2 separate regions of the Sus scrofa genome follow, and region 1 is linked to region 2. Evidence: chromatin contacts called from public HiChIP or PLAC-seq data. All regions are on one chromosome and are shown on one strand. Each heading gives the region's core, a stretch centred on a gene start, on an enhancer-like site or on the middle of the called end of the contact. The rest is flanking DNA. Distances are from core to core; before and after follow the strand shown. Region 1 overlaps LOC110255501 (a long non-coding RNA gene). Region 2 has its middle 46 kb from the start of PIK3CG.

The links. HiChIP or PLAC-seq counts read pairs in DNA pulled down with a chosen protein or histone mark.
Region 1: a contact with region 2 is called in an H3K27ac HiChIP or PLAC-seq map of alveolar macrophages. The contact joins two enhancer-like sites. A contact is called at or near these places in 2 of 2 datasets of contacts at active chromatin or transcription factors (alveolar macrophages and skeletal muscle).

What each region holds. Positions count from the first base shown.
Region 1 is chr9:106,791,726-106,798,225 of Sscrofa11.1, reverse strand. The region is part of intron 2 of LOC110255501 (a long non-coding RNA gene); the gene reads right to left. Among named protein-coding and RNA genes, the nearest start is that of PRKAR2B, 56 kb to the left of the region's middle. Within about 2 kb of position 3,410, at least 6 of the 83 cell types and tissues checked have an H3K27ac peak or open chromatin away from gene starts, as enhancers often do. A contact at or near this core is called in alveolar macrophages, where this site is marked.
Region 2 is chr9:106,656,077-106,662,641 of Sscrofa11.1, reverse strand. No RefSeq gene overlaps it. Among named protein-coding and RNA genes, the nearest start is that of PIK3CG, 46 kb to the left of the region's middle. Within about 2 kb of position 5,216, at least 24 of the 83 cell types and tissues checked have an H3K27ac peak or open chromatin away from gene starts, as enhancers often do. A contact at or near this core is called in alveolar macrophages, where this site is marked.

The sequences.
Region 1 (6,500 bases), core at 2,161-4,660, 140 kb before region 2:
TTTTTTTTTTTTCCCCTTTCTTTTCAGGGCCACACCTGCAGGGTCTGGAAGTTCCAAGGCTATGAGTTGAATCAGAGCTGCAGCTGCTGCCTATGCCACAGCCCCAGTAACACCAGATCCAAGCCACATGTGTGACCTAAATGGCAGCTTTCGGCAATGCCAGATCCTTAACCCACTGAGTGAGGCCAGGGACAGAACCCACAGCCTCATGGATACTAGTCAGATTCTTAACCCGCTGAGCCACAACTCCCTGAGTGCTTTTTCTGTTGGACCTGCATGCTCTTTGGGAATTTGCTGTTGTTTTTGAAGGTGAAGGCATTTGTACAGTAGGCTCCAGATAGAATGCTATCCAACATCTGTTTTCAAACATAATTTGGGGAAAGGGCATCTCCGTTTCTTGATGGATTTGAAAGATGGAGAACTCACCAGCTGACTTCTTTACAAATCAGTCTATAAGCCATCCCTCCCCTCTTTCTGCGGCTCACATTCTGGTTACTTGAGATGATTTGAGGGCTGTAAGATCTCCTCCATTGGGAAGAGTTGGTCCTTGAAAATTTGCCTTTACAGATTGGTTATGTTGCATTAAGAATTACCTTTATGGGAGTTCCCGTCGTGGCGCAGTGGTTAACGAATCCGACTAGGAACCATGAGGTTGCGGGTTCGATCCCTGGCCTTGCTCGGTGGGTTAACGATCCGGCGTTGCCGTGAGCTGTGGTGTAGGTTGCAGACTTGGCTCGGATCCCGCGTTGCTGTGGCTCTGGCGTAGGCCGGTGGCTACAGCTCCGATTCAACCCCTAGCCTGGGAACCTCCATATGCCGCGGGAGCGGCCCAAGAAATAGCAACAACAAAAAGACAAAAGACAAAAAAAAAAAAAAAAAAAAAAAGAATTACCTTTATGTTATTAATATCTTCTAAAATATAAACATTCTTTGGAAGGTGTTAGGAGAATGGTAGTTTTTCCTCTACCATTTTAGGTTCTTGCTTGGCTGAGAACACCTAGTAATAAAAGGCAGATGAGCAAGAAAAAAAATTTAACTACATACGTACTTAGGTACATACATGCTGGAGTCCCACAAAGATATGACTCAAAGAAATGACCCAGCATACATTTTAGACAAGAAAACAATTGATTTGTAAAGAATTGACAAGACAAAGGGGGTAGTAAAATGACGAAGTAACAAGGTTTGGTAGTTCCCATTGTGGCTCAGCGGAAATGAATCTGACTAGTATCCATGAGGATGCAGGTTCGACCCCTAGCCTCACTCAGTGGGTTAAGGATCTGGAGTTGCTGTGAGCTGTGGTGTAGGTCACAGATGCGGCTTGGATCCTGCCTTGCTGTGGCTGTGATGTAGGCCAGCAGCTGTAGCTCTGATTTGTCCCCTAGCCTGGGAACCTCCATGTGCCCCATGTGTGGTCCTAAAAACCAACCAACCAACCAACAAACAAACAAAAAACCCATAAAAAATAAAGAAGTAACAAGGTTTATATAACCCTCTTAGCCCTGCCTGTGGTGATGTATCAGGATGCCCTCTGCCTTCCAGGTACAGAGTCCCTTTCACAGGGGAGATTAAGCTCCTCTTTCAGGGGGACATTGGTGGGTCGGTATTCTTCCTGCATCAGCTCTCTCTCACGTACTTTAATTCAAAATAGTCAGTATGCCAAAGTGGCATATTTGGGGGTGATATATTCTAAACCCCTACAGAGATAACACATTGCTTTCTTTATACATTAGTGAGTTTTATCATATCAACCTCTCAACTTGAAAGAACTGAGTAGAATGAGCCCTGAATATCTGTCTTTTGCAGAGGGAGGCAGAGAGCCTTGAACGGAATGAAGGACAGGCATTGACAGGCGATATGAGAGTCCCAAGGACCAAAAAGAGGCTGGGTGGCCTTGTGTGATAAACAGGGACGTCACTAGGGTGAGGCTGGGAAGGGAGGAGAGGCCCCTGAGGGTTGTCTTTTCTGTCCTAAGGATTTTTTATTTTTTTACATTTAAACTCACAGCGTTTTCTTTATGTCATGTCCTAAGGATTCTGCTGGCTCTCCTCGCTCTGTGGACACGAAGCGGCAGCGCTGCTTCTGGCGGGGAGCCCCTGTACCTCTACTCCCCTGGGTGCACCGTGTCTCTCCACCTTTGTCCTCACTCTTAGTCCAGAAGCTCAGCTGCGTTGGAAGATAGGCAGTAATGACAGATTGGCTTAGTTACGGCTGATTTTACTTTTGTTTCCTCCAATGGCAGGGTAAAGTGGCAGCACGAAGGTTTTAAACAAAAAGTTCCCCAGAATGTGCAAGGGCTCTGCCTTGCCTCCCTTTATCTTACAGAGGCCTTGCTAGAGTTCAGTGGTCTTGCTAACCTGCAAAGGTGCCTTTTATGCGCCAAGACAGAAAAAGCTTACATTAGCATACTATCCAGGAAGCGACTTCTCTCAGACCTTCTGTCTGGGTTTACAGCCTTGAAATTGTTACTGCATCAGCCCTGGGACTAATCTCCCCTTATCTGTGCTTAGGCTTCTGGGCTGAATCTTCCATTTATGTCTACTAGGGATGATGCCCACTACCCAGGCCCAACCCTTCAGGGGTGAGATGAACTTCTGTGAATAACAGTATCTCATTCTAGTGGGAACTAAACTGGACAGAGAAGGGAAGAGTATTTGCTGACCTTTCTGGAAAAGGGAAGCTTCTAATACAGCCCCTGGGAGAGGGAGGGCTCCAGGCAGTGTTTCTTTTAAAGTCTATATTTTTAAAGTTAATGGAAAATGACAAAATTTCATATGGGTTATAAAGCTTAAAATAATTTCCCAGTGCTGTGACATGTGTTGAAGGCGGTAGTCAGGATGTTTGTAACGTATTCTCTTTAATTTCATGGATCCTAATTTCGAATGTTTGGATTTGCAAGCCTTGAGGAATACAGATTGCCTTACAATTGGGATTTTTAGAGCTGTTTTGTTTTTCATGTCAATAAACGTTTAAAAATACCTCTGGCAGTCTAGGGAATTAGCTTCTGTAGTTGGAGGGTGAAGATGTGATGACGGTTTTTCTTCTTTATAACGTCCCCTGTCTTTTTAGAACAGGCTGTGATTGTGGGTGGATTATTCTGATGCTGTTGCTTTGTCCAGAGAGTGTGTAGCTGCTTGCAAGTAAAAGTTTTCTCTCTGTTATCATTAAACAGGCATCATTGCTAATCATGCAATGGTAGTTCTCCAGGTAGAAATGTTATTTCTTTAGAGTCGGTTATTTCAGTTCAATGGCTCTTACATTTTAACATGCATTAACATCACCTGGGAAGATTTCTGAAAAGCACATATCTGGGTGTTACATAAGATTGAGTCGCCTGGGTGGAGCCCAAGGATCTGCATGTTAAGCTTTGGCCTGAGAGTCACATTCTGAGGGTGAATCGTTGCCTAGACTTGATTTCTCAACCTCAGCACTATTGCCCTGTTGGTTGGATGCATATTGGTTGTGGGAGCTCTTCCGTAAATTACAGGACATTTAGCAGCATTGCTGGCCTCTACCCACTAGATAGATGTCTGAAGCCTCCCCACCTGCTGTGACAACCAAAAATGTCTCCAGACATTGCCGAATGTCCTCTGGGGTGGTGGGAGTGCAAACCTCTGCTTAGACACTTTGCACCTCCTCATTCAAATGTCCTGGCCACCCAAGCATTCTTGTGAATGATGGATTTGTATGTGGGACTCCAGTTCAAACTTAGTTTTCTTGGAACTCTCTATGCTAAATGAATCTTTTGTCATGGAGTGCTCAAGCTAATAGCAAAGTTTCGTTCTTTCTTTCATGACTAATGCTCCATTGTATATATACCACATCTTCTTTATGCAGTTATCTATTGTTGGGTGCTTAAGCTGCTTTCATTATCTTGGCTATTGTAAACAGTGCTACTACGAACACTGGGGTGCCATCATCTTTCTGAATTAATGTCAAGGGCTTGTTCTTGATAGATAAAGAAACCATTTCCAGAGAAAAGAGAACATAGGAGAAGTGGATGTATGATGACCTCTGGTCCACTCTGGAGTGGGTGGGGTGATGATACTCTCACCCCACCTGAACTTATGACCTTGTGTCACTAGCAGTTGCATATGTATAGCCACATCAAGCCCTGTATAGAGACAGGCCCTACACTTCATTTAATGCTCTGCTATTGCCATCTTGAGTTTCTTTTATTACATTGTACCTCTCACAGTAACAGAAGACTGGAAACAGGGCAAATATCCGTCATCAGGAACTGGTTGAGTAAGCCACACAGTGGAGGACACTGAAGCTGAAAAAAGGAACAAGTGAGATCTCAACACACTGCTGTGCAGAGATCGCTGGGGTGGATTGTTCTTTGAATAAAGTAAGGTGGGTGTCCAGAATGGGCACTGTTTATTAGCTTATCACAAAAGGATTTAACTGAGGCACAGCCAGATGGAAGAGAAGCAGGGGGCAAGGTACGTGGGATGGAGTGTGGCGTTTCCATGATCCATGGGTGCACTACTCTCCCCAAAGCTCCATGTGTTCACCAACCTGGAAGCTTTTGAAGTTCTTAATAATTTTTGAACAAGAGGCCTTGCAATTGCATTTTGCACTGAGCTCTGTGAGTTATACAGATGGATCTGGAGAGGTTTTTTTTTTGGTTGTGCCTGCAGCATGTGGAAGTTCTTGGGCCAGGGATCGAACCTGAGCCCAGCAGTGACAATGACAGGTCCTTACCCTGCTAAGCCACCAGGGAACTCCTAGAAGAGAGAGGGGCTTTTAAATTTTATTATTATGGGAGGTGGGAGTTTTCAAGAATATCAAGTTCAGGAATTTATACAGTAAAGAGAAACAGGTTATTTTCCCTTGATGAGATTAGAATACATTTATCAGGAAATTGACAACCTCTCCAAACCAGATGTGTGTGGGGAACTGCTAGGAGGCAAGGAAACAGAAGCCAAAGAAGGCAGTATGGTGGTGTGGAGCCAGATATAAATGAATTCTAATGAATTTGGATAAGCCATATAATTTCTCCAAGCCTTAGTTTCTTTTTCTGTAAAACGAGATGCTCTGAAGCTGTAAGGTTTAAATTAGACAATATGAGTGCCTCGTACAGTGACTGGCGTGTAGTAAGCCCTCAATGTATGGCAGTTACATTCATATGGGGCTTTGCTCTCAGGAGCCTGGAATTCAGAAGGGGAACTGGATGTATCAAATCGTGGCAGTAGAACCCAGTATATTAGCCAGCTTGGGCTGCCATAATAAAGTATCACAGACTGGCTGGCTTCAACAACAGAAGTTTGTTTTCTCACAGTTCTAGAGGTGAAAGTTGAGACCCTATGCTAGGTACTAGCATAGTCAGGTTCTGGCGAGAACTTTCTTCTTGGCTCGTGGACAGCTGCCTTTTCAATGTGTCCTAATTTGGCAGAGAGCTCTGGAGTCTCTTCTTTTCTTATAAGGACAGCAGATCTGTTGGATCAGGGCTCCACTCTTAAGACTTCCTTTAATTTCATCACTGTCTTAAAGGCCCTGGCTCCAAAAATAGTCACATGGGGGTAAAGGTTTCCCCATTTGCATTTTTGGGGGGCATAATTTAGGCCATAACATCTGCTAGGAGTACAGCCAGGACACAAATGAATGCCCAACTCTACTAGTGGAGGGAGGTCAGAGGAGGCTTCACAGAGGAGGTGATTCCTGGAATGCATCTAAAATGTTAATTGTCAGAGTTCCTGTCGTGGTTCAGTGGTTAACGAACCCGACTAGGATCGATGAGGATGTGGGTTTGATCCCTGGCCTCACTCAGTGGGTTAAAGAGCTGGTGTTGCTGTGAGCCATGGTGTAGGTTGCAGACGTGGCTCAGATCCCTTGTTACTGTGGCTGTGGCATAGGCCAGCGCCTACAGCTCTGACTTGACCCCTCATCTGGGAATTTCTGTATGTGTAGGTGTGGCTCTAAAGAGCAAAATAGTAATAATAATAATAATAATAAGTTAATTATCATACTGAGTGAAGTAAGACAGGGAAAGGCAAATAGCATATGATATCACTTATATGTGGAATCTAATAAAAATGATACAAAATAACTTATTTGAAAAACAGAAACAGGGAGTTCCTGTCCTGGCGCTGCGGAAACGAATCCGACTAGGGACCATGCGGGTTTGATCCTTGGCCTCACTCAGTGGGTTAAGGATCTGGCGTTGCCGTGAGCTGTGGTATTGTTCCAAGACGCAGCTCGGATCTGGTGTTGCTGTGGCTGTGGTGTAGGCTGGCAGCTGCAGCTCCATTTGACCCCTAGCCTGGGAACCTCCATATGTCATGGGTGTGGTCCTAAAAGGAAAAATCCAAAAAAATTAAAAATAAATAAAAAAATAAAAAACAGAAATAAACTCACATATTTCAAAACAAATACTATGGTTACCATAGGTGAAATTTTTGGGGGAGGGAAGAATTGGTAGAGTGAAAATAACATATACAAACTACTATATAAAATAGAGAACTTTCTATACAGCACAGGAAAATCTACTCCATAAT
Region 2 (6,565 bases), core at 3,967-6,466:
ATATTCTCCCTTAAATCCTTGCTCTTCAGGCTTTGCACCTGCCACCCCATGGAAACTGTTCTTCTCACTGTCACCAAATGACCTCCACACAGCAAAATCCCATAGTACAATTCTCGGTCTTTAATAGGATTTGACACAATTGGCCCTTTTTTCTTCTTTTGATAAAATGTCTTCATTTGGCCTTCACAACACTCCCTTGGGTGTCTGCCCTGCTCACTTCTTCTCAGGCTCAGTTTAGTCTGCTGGATCCTCGTCTTCTTCCTCAGCTCCTGATGTAGACAGGCTTCAGGCTCGGCCTGACTCGCCTGCTTGAGTGATCACATCGGGCTCTTGGCTTTAAGTACCACCATATGACAGCATTTTCCAAATTTGTGTCTCCAGTCCAGAGGGCTGTCCTGAAATTGACACCATAATATCCAGCCTCCCACTTGACATCTCTACTTGCAGGTCTGGTGGACAGCTTGACCTGAACATGCCCAGTGTTGAACTTCTGATCTTCTGCTATAAACCACTTCACTTGTAGCTTTGCCATTTGGGGTGATGGCTGTCCATCTTTGTGGTTGATCAGACCACCATCTTCAAGTCATTCTTGGTACTTTCCTTTCACTCTTACCCCACATCCAGCAGGAAATACTGTTGGCTTTCTACGGCCAATAGAAACTTTTCATCCAATAACCCAGTTTCCTTTCCAGTTGTGCCTCTCCTTGAAGGATTAAATATCCCTTTTTTGTTGAGTTTAGGAGTGGCCATATGACTTGCTTTAACCCAATACATGTGGGCAGAATTGATGGATATCATATCCAGTGGGTACTCTAAGAGCCAGCAAATGACAGTCCACAATGCTCCAGATAGAGGCAGCCCTGCCGGCCTGCACCCAGAACCAAGTCACGAGTGGCAGAGCCACTGCCGACTCACACTAGACATGAGGCATTGTAAGCTGCTGATGTGGGACCAGAGCTGATCTTCACACAGCTCAGAGTGCCAGGAAATGGGGTGCTGGATGGCTAATTGGCTGTGGCAATGGTTACACCTATGGCTCCTCTTGATGGGAGCAAAACAAAAAATGCTTGCTTCACCACCCATGTGGGACTTGGGTTTCTTATACTTCAGATAGTTGGTTACACAGGATGCTAGTTTTAGACCCAAGCTCACTTGTTACACAGCAATTTCTCATGTGTGAACACGCAACCCATCCCCACCTCTCTTGCCAATCTCCAGCCACCAATCCAGTGGAGGCTGAGTCCTCACATGGTGGGTAAACAACGCAGCTCACTGATCTTTTGGGCCAAGAACCTAGAATAATGCCTGGCACATAGTATTTGCTCAATAAATTTGTTGACTAAAGGAATTCAGGAAAACAACAAAGTTCAGGAGTAAAAGAAGCATTTTCTTAAAGTAAACCCTGGCTCTTCAATCAAGCTGCATGCAAGCTCTGTCAGACAGGACTGAGTCATGATAATTTTGGGTGGAACCATTGTCTGATGGTTGACTATAGTCTTTTTTTTTTTTTTGTCTTTTCTAGGGCCACACCCTGTGGAGGATATGGAGGTTCCCAGGCTAGGGGTCTAATTGGAGCTGTAGCCACCAGTCTACACCAGAGCCACAGCAATGCAGGATCCGAGCTGCGTCTGCAACCCACACCACAGCTCACAACGACGGATCCTTAACCCACTGAGCGAGGCCAGGGATCGAACCCGCAACCTCATGGTTCCTAGTTGGATTCGTTAACCACTAAGCCACTATGAGAACTCCTTTTTTTTTTTTTTTTTTTTTTTTTTTTTGACTAGTCTTATTTCCTAAGCAAACACTCTGGAATGTTTGGGACCTTGGACAAAATTTCAAGTGCAGTGTTACTTACAGTCTTTAAATGACGTAAATGTTATAATTGTTGGCATGCTCATTAACTTGCAGTTAATAGTTAAGAACATGGACTCTGGAGCCTGATGAGGTTCAAATTCCACTACTAGCTGTATGATCTTGGGCCAGTTACTTAACCTCTCTGTGACTCATTTTCCTCCTTTGTCAAGTGGTAGCAGTAATAATTCCTACCTCATAGAGCTGTTGTGAAGTTAATGCATGCAATGCATGTTTATACCCGTCCCCAGCACATAGGATGTCGTATATGTTTGCTTTTTATTTTTATTGTTGTGCATATTATCCCTACCTTCTCCTAATCATCTACCTGTTTTGCTAAGTGGATCCTGAAAGCCAGCAAGAAGACTCTGAGTTCTCTGAAATGCCGTTGCCCAAACATTTCCAGAGTGTGCTTGGTCAAAGCCGTACCACTAGTTTCATATGTGTTTAATTTTGGATAGGTGGGGCTAAATCACAGAACCAGTTTTGTTTATTTATAACCGCCTTTAGATTCCCTCTTCCCTTCAAATCTCCCTTCTAAATCTGAGATAAGGTGCCAGCCTTCTCAGAAAAGAAGGGAAGGTCCAAAGGAAAATGAAGGCTGTCGACATAGCTCCCAGAAGGTGGGATCTGGATGTGCGAAAAAGCACACCAAAGAGGAAACTGAGATTACCAGTACGGTTTCCTCTTTATGCTTCAATTTTCTAAAATATGCCCAATGAACATGTATGTTTTAAAAGTTAGAATAAAATATGGTCTTTTGTAAAACAGAGAATTTTTTAAAAATCCTGCCAAAATCTCTCATCAAACAACTGAAAACTCTACTAAAAGAAGTCACAGAAGGAGCAGATTGAGTGGGGTGAAGGGACCTACTAAAGGAAGGTTACAGAAGGAGCAGGTTGAGTGGGGTGAAGGCAGAGCTCAGTGGCTTATGCAGATTATGTAGGAGCCTGGGGATGGGAGGTGGAAATATGGGCAAAGCAGGAGTGAGAAGTGGGCTTCTGACAAACCCCAAATTGTTTGGAAGAGTGAAACAAAAACCAGGAGACCAAAAAGACTTAGCTGACCAGTCCACAATGTTTGAAACTCTACGCTAGATACTGTAGGAAAGAAAGCAATGAATATAGCAGGGTCTCTACCTCCTATTGCATCTAAACATGAACTTGAGGAAATCGACTCTACAGCAAGTGTAGACTCCCTTTTGGAGGGAGGAAATCTTTTTAGATCACGATGCCAGGACTTCTCAAACTATTCCTTATGGATCATGTGCATGGGGGATAGCAGGGCTGATTATGAAAATGCAGACTCTCAGGCCTCTCCATCCCTGATGAATCAGCAGGTCTGGAGCCCAGAAGCAAGGGATCTGGCTTTTCATCAAGCCCTTGTGGTGATTCTTATGTACAATTTAAAATGTTAGTAACTCTCTTGTCAAACAACTGAAAACTTCAGTGGTAGCTGCCAAAGGAATTAAAATTACTTTCGACGGGGGTGGTGGGCATGGATGGTTTCAAGGAGCAGTATTTGAATGGAGGCTTTGGCTGGGTTTTCCTGACTGTGCCCAAGGGGAGGTCCAGTTCCAGGAGCGGGAAATGGGTGATCCAAGGCAACCAAGTTCATGGGGTGGGGTGGGGGGCCCATGACCGTGCTGGGGTTTATGGCAGACATGGGCTGCAGACCCATGAGGTGATGAGGTTCCAGTTCTGCAAGCTTTCCAGCCTCTCTTCCACACTTCACTGGGATGACAGGGCTGAGGAATTTCACCACAGAAAGCTGGTTTGGCTCTATGCTCATCTGTTCCCAGGCGAGCTAAATTCACCCGCTTTCTGCCTTCTGTCAAGTCAGCTGTTCTCTGAATTCAAGTAGAAGTATGAGAATTTCTGGCCACTCAGGGTGGCATTTTGCTATGGTCATTGCTTGAAGTAGCACAGGCGGCTCTATTTCCAAAGGGAAACCAGCCTACTCACCTCAGGCGGGGCAGGCAGGCAGGCAGCAGGCCAGGCCAGTGCTGGGCACACTGGGTGGCTTTGCCATCTCAGTGGCATCTGCAGGGAGTGAGGGGCAAGCAGCCGGTGATCAGATGTTCCTATACCACGGAAGTGCCCAGACCAACTATCGGGTCTGTGAGTGGGTTGGAACCTCCCTTTCTAAGCTACCTAGATGGTGTCAATCAACAACAATCATTTAATGACTGACCCTGCTGTTGAGTCAGCGCTGTCAGCCTCCACCCCTTTCTCGACTTCTGCTGATGCTGTTTGAAGCATCTAAGGGGTGAGAAGCTGGGGCCCGGCCTCATCAGCAGCAGCCCCACGATGAAAATTCCATCAAGGTCTCCTGTCTCCCTTCTGGCCTCGACCATCATGCTGTAGCCAAAAAATGTGAACTGGGCTAAGACACAGACAGGGTGCGAGGAACGTGGAGGGGCTGCCCAGATGTCCTTTCCAGAAAGGGGTGTGATCAGCAGATGCTTGTCAGCTGCTAGCCCCTCAGGGTCTGCCTCAGCTGCCTAGGCCATGTCCACAGCCAATGACGGATTATGGCAGGTGTATATAAGCCTAGCTATTTGGCCCAGGGCCCAGCAATTCACATGGGCCTCCCAGTCCTGCTTTCATGCCTTCCTTCCACAGGTGCTAATCCTAAGGCATTCCGCAATAAACACTGCAGCCTTCATTCCATTTCAGTCTGCTCTCCAGAGAACCCACATGCAGCCCGTGAGTTTGAATTTCAGCTGGACTAATTCGGAGCTCTGTGACCTTGGGGAAGCAAGAACTTCTTTTCTGTGAGACTTAATGTCCTGTTCTGCAAAATGAACACATAGTAACTTTTTTCATAGGATTGTTGCTGGTGCATTTACATATCTGGTGCAGAGTACTTGCTCATCAGTATTAGCTATTGTAATCTCAGGCAAGTTATGTAACTTTAGTGAGCCTTGGATCCGTTATCTAAAAATAAGAACAATATCGCTTACATCTCAGGATTTTTTTAAAAAATTGAAGTCTAGTTGATTTACCGTGTTGTTAGCTTCTGGTGTACAGCATAGTGCTTCAGTGTATCTCAGGATTTTGGTAAGGATCATATGACATACTCTGTGTGTGAGGTACTCAGTAGATATGCCCTTTCCCCTTATTTTTCCTTTATCATATCAATAGTACCTTTATAGAGTGAATTAAAAAAATAATTCTTTTTAATGTTATTTATTGCTTGCCCTTTATCAGAGTATAAAGTGCATTCATTCATATTCGGAGGAGGAAAATTGCATGTAGAGCAGAAGGGCGGGGCTCAGGTGGAGCCCTGGTTTTGTGGCTCTCTTCTCTTCCATTCCAGGTCAAAGGACAACTCCAGGCAGCACACCCTGCATGACTCAACATATTCTACACACTGCTCATATGACCTTCGTTTCCCCTTTTTCCTTGGTTCACTTTTATAATCCTTGTAATGATCTATTTCTGTGGATTATAGGATTTCTGTTTTATCTGGTAAATCTCTGAGAAGCAGGGAAGTATCTCTCTCTCTCTCTCTTTTTTTTTTAAAGGGTCTGGCTGGCTGTTCATTGGTTCTTGTACTAGTTAATAGTGACCAGCTCTTACAGCAATGCTGAGTTCTGCTGGATGCATTCAGAGCAGGAATTCCTGCTGACTTCACAAGGAATCTGAAAGCCAGATGGGGTCTTCTGAGCCCCCCCTTGTCCAACTCTGTCATCTCACCCATGAGGAATTTTTGTTTAGGTCAGCCTATTTTTAAATAATGTCATTTAAAATCTTATGTGGAATTTTTGTAGCCCCATCTTTATTACATCTTTCTTTTATAACTTCATAGTCTATTTTTTGTTTCTCGTTTAAAGCTTCGTCAGTTCTAGGAACACTGTCTTACACTGACACCTACTGGACAGGTGGGAAAATAGCTGATACCAAGAACACTACCGTTTGTTAGGACTAGAGACAGATAAATAGTGTCTTTCCCACTGCATTCATATTTATTTATTTATTTATGTATTTATGTATTTATTTATTTATTTTTGAGGGTGGTCTTTGCAGGGGCATACCTGCAGCATATGAAAATTCCCAGGCTAGTGGTCGAATCAGAGCTGCAGCTGCCAGCCTACGCCACAGACACAGCCACAGCAATGCCAAATCTGAGCCAAGTCTGTGACCCGTACCAAAGCTCTCACAGCAACGCCAGTTTCTTAACCCACTGAGTAGGGCCAGAACCCATGTCCTCATAGATACTAGTTGGGTTTGTTACCGCTGAACCACGGGGGGAACTCCCACATTCACTTTTAATAAGCCTCTTTCTTATAACTGTCCCGGTCATAAGCTTTCATTTCCCTCTTCTTCTACTAAACCTAATTGTCTATATTAGATTTTAGATTTCTGGGATGTGATGATTAGATCCAGTTAAGATGCTACAAGCCCATAGTATGTTTATGCAGTGCCATTCTTTAGATATATTTAATGTTTAATGAGGCACAATAATCCCACTCAGTAACTGTGATAATTCTGCAAGCACTGTAGCTCTGAAGCACTGACATGTCAGGTGGGCCCTGTGAAAGGTATGGAACCATTCTTAATCCTAGAGTCACCTGATGGTGGGGACTGCCAGAGGCCATCTCATCTGGATCAAAACCTCTCACCATTGGCAGTAAGAACTATCCAGGATGAAGGACATAAATTCTTTCCTTGACGATTTCTCCAGGGATCACAACCCCAGTGAGAAT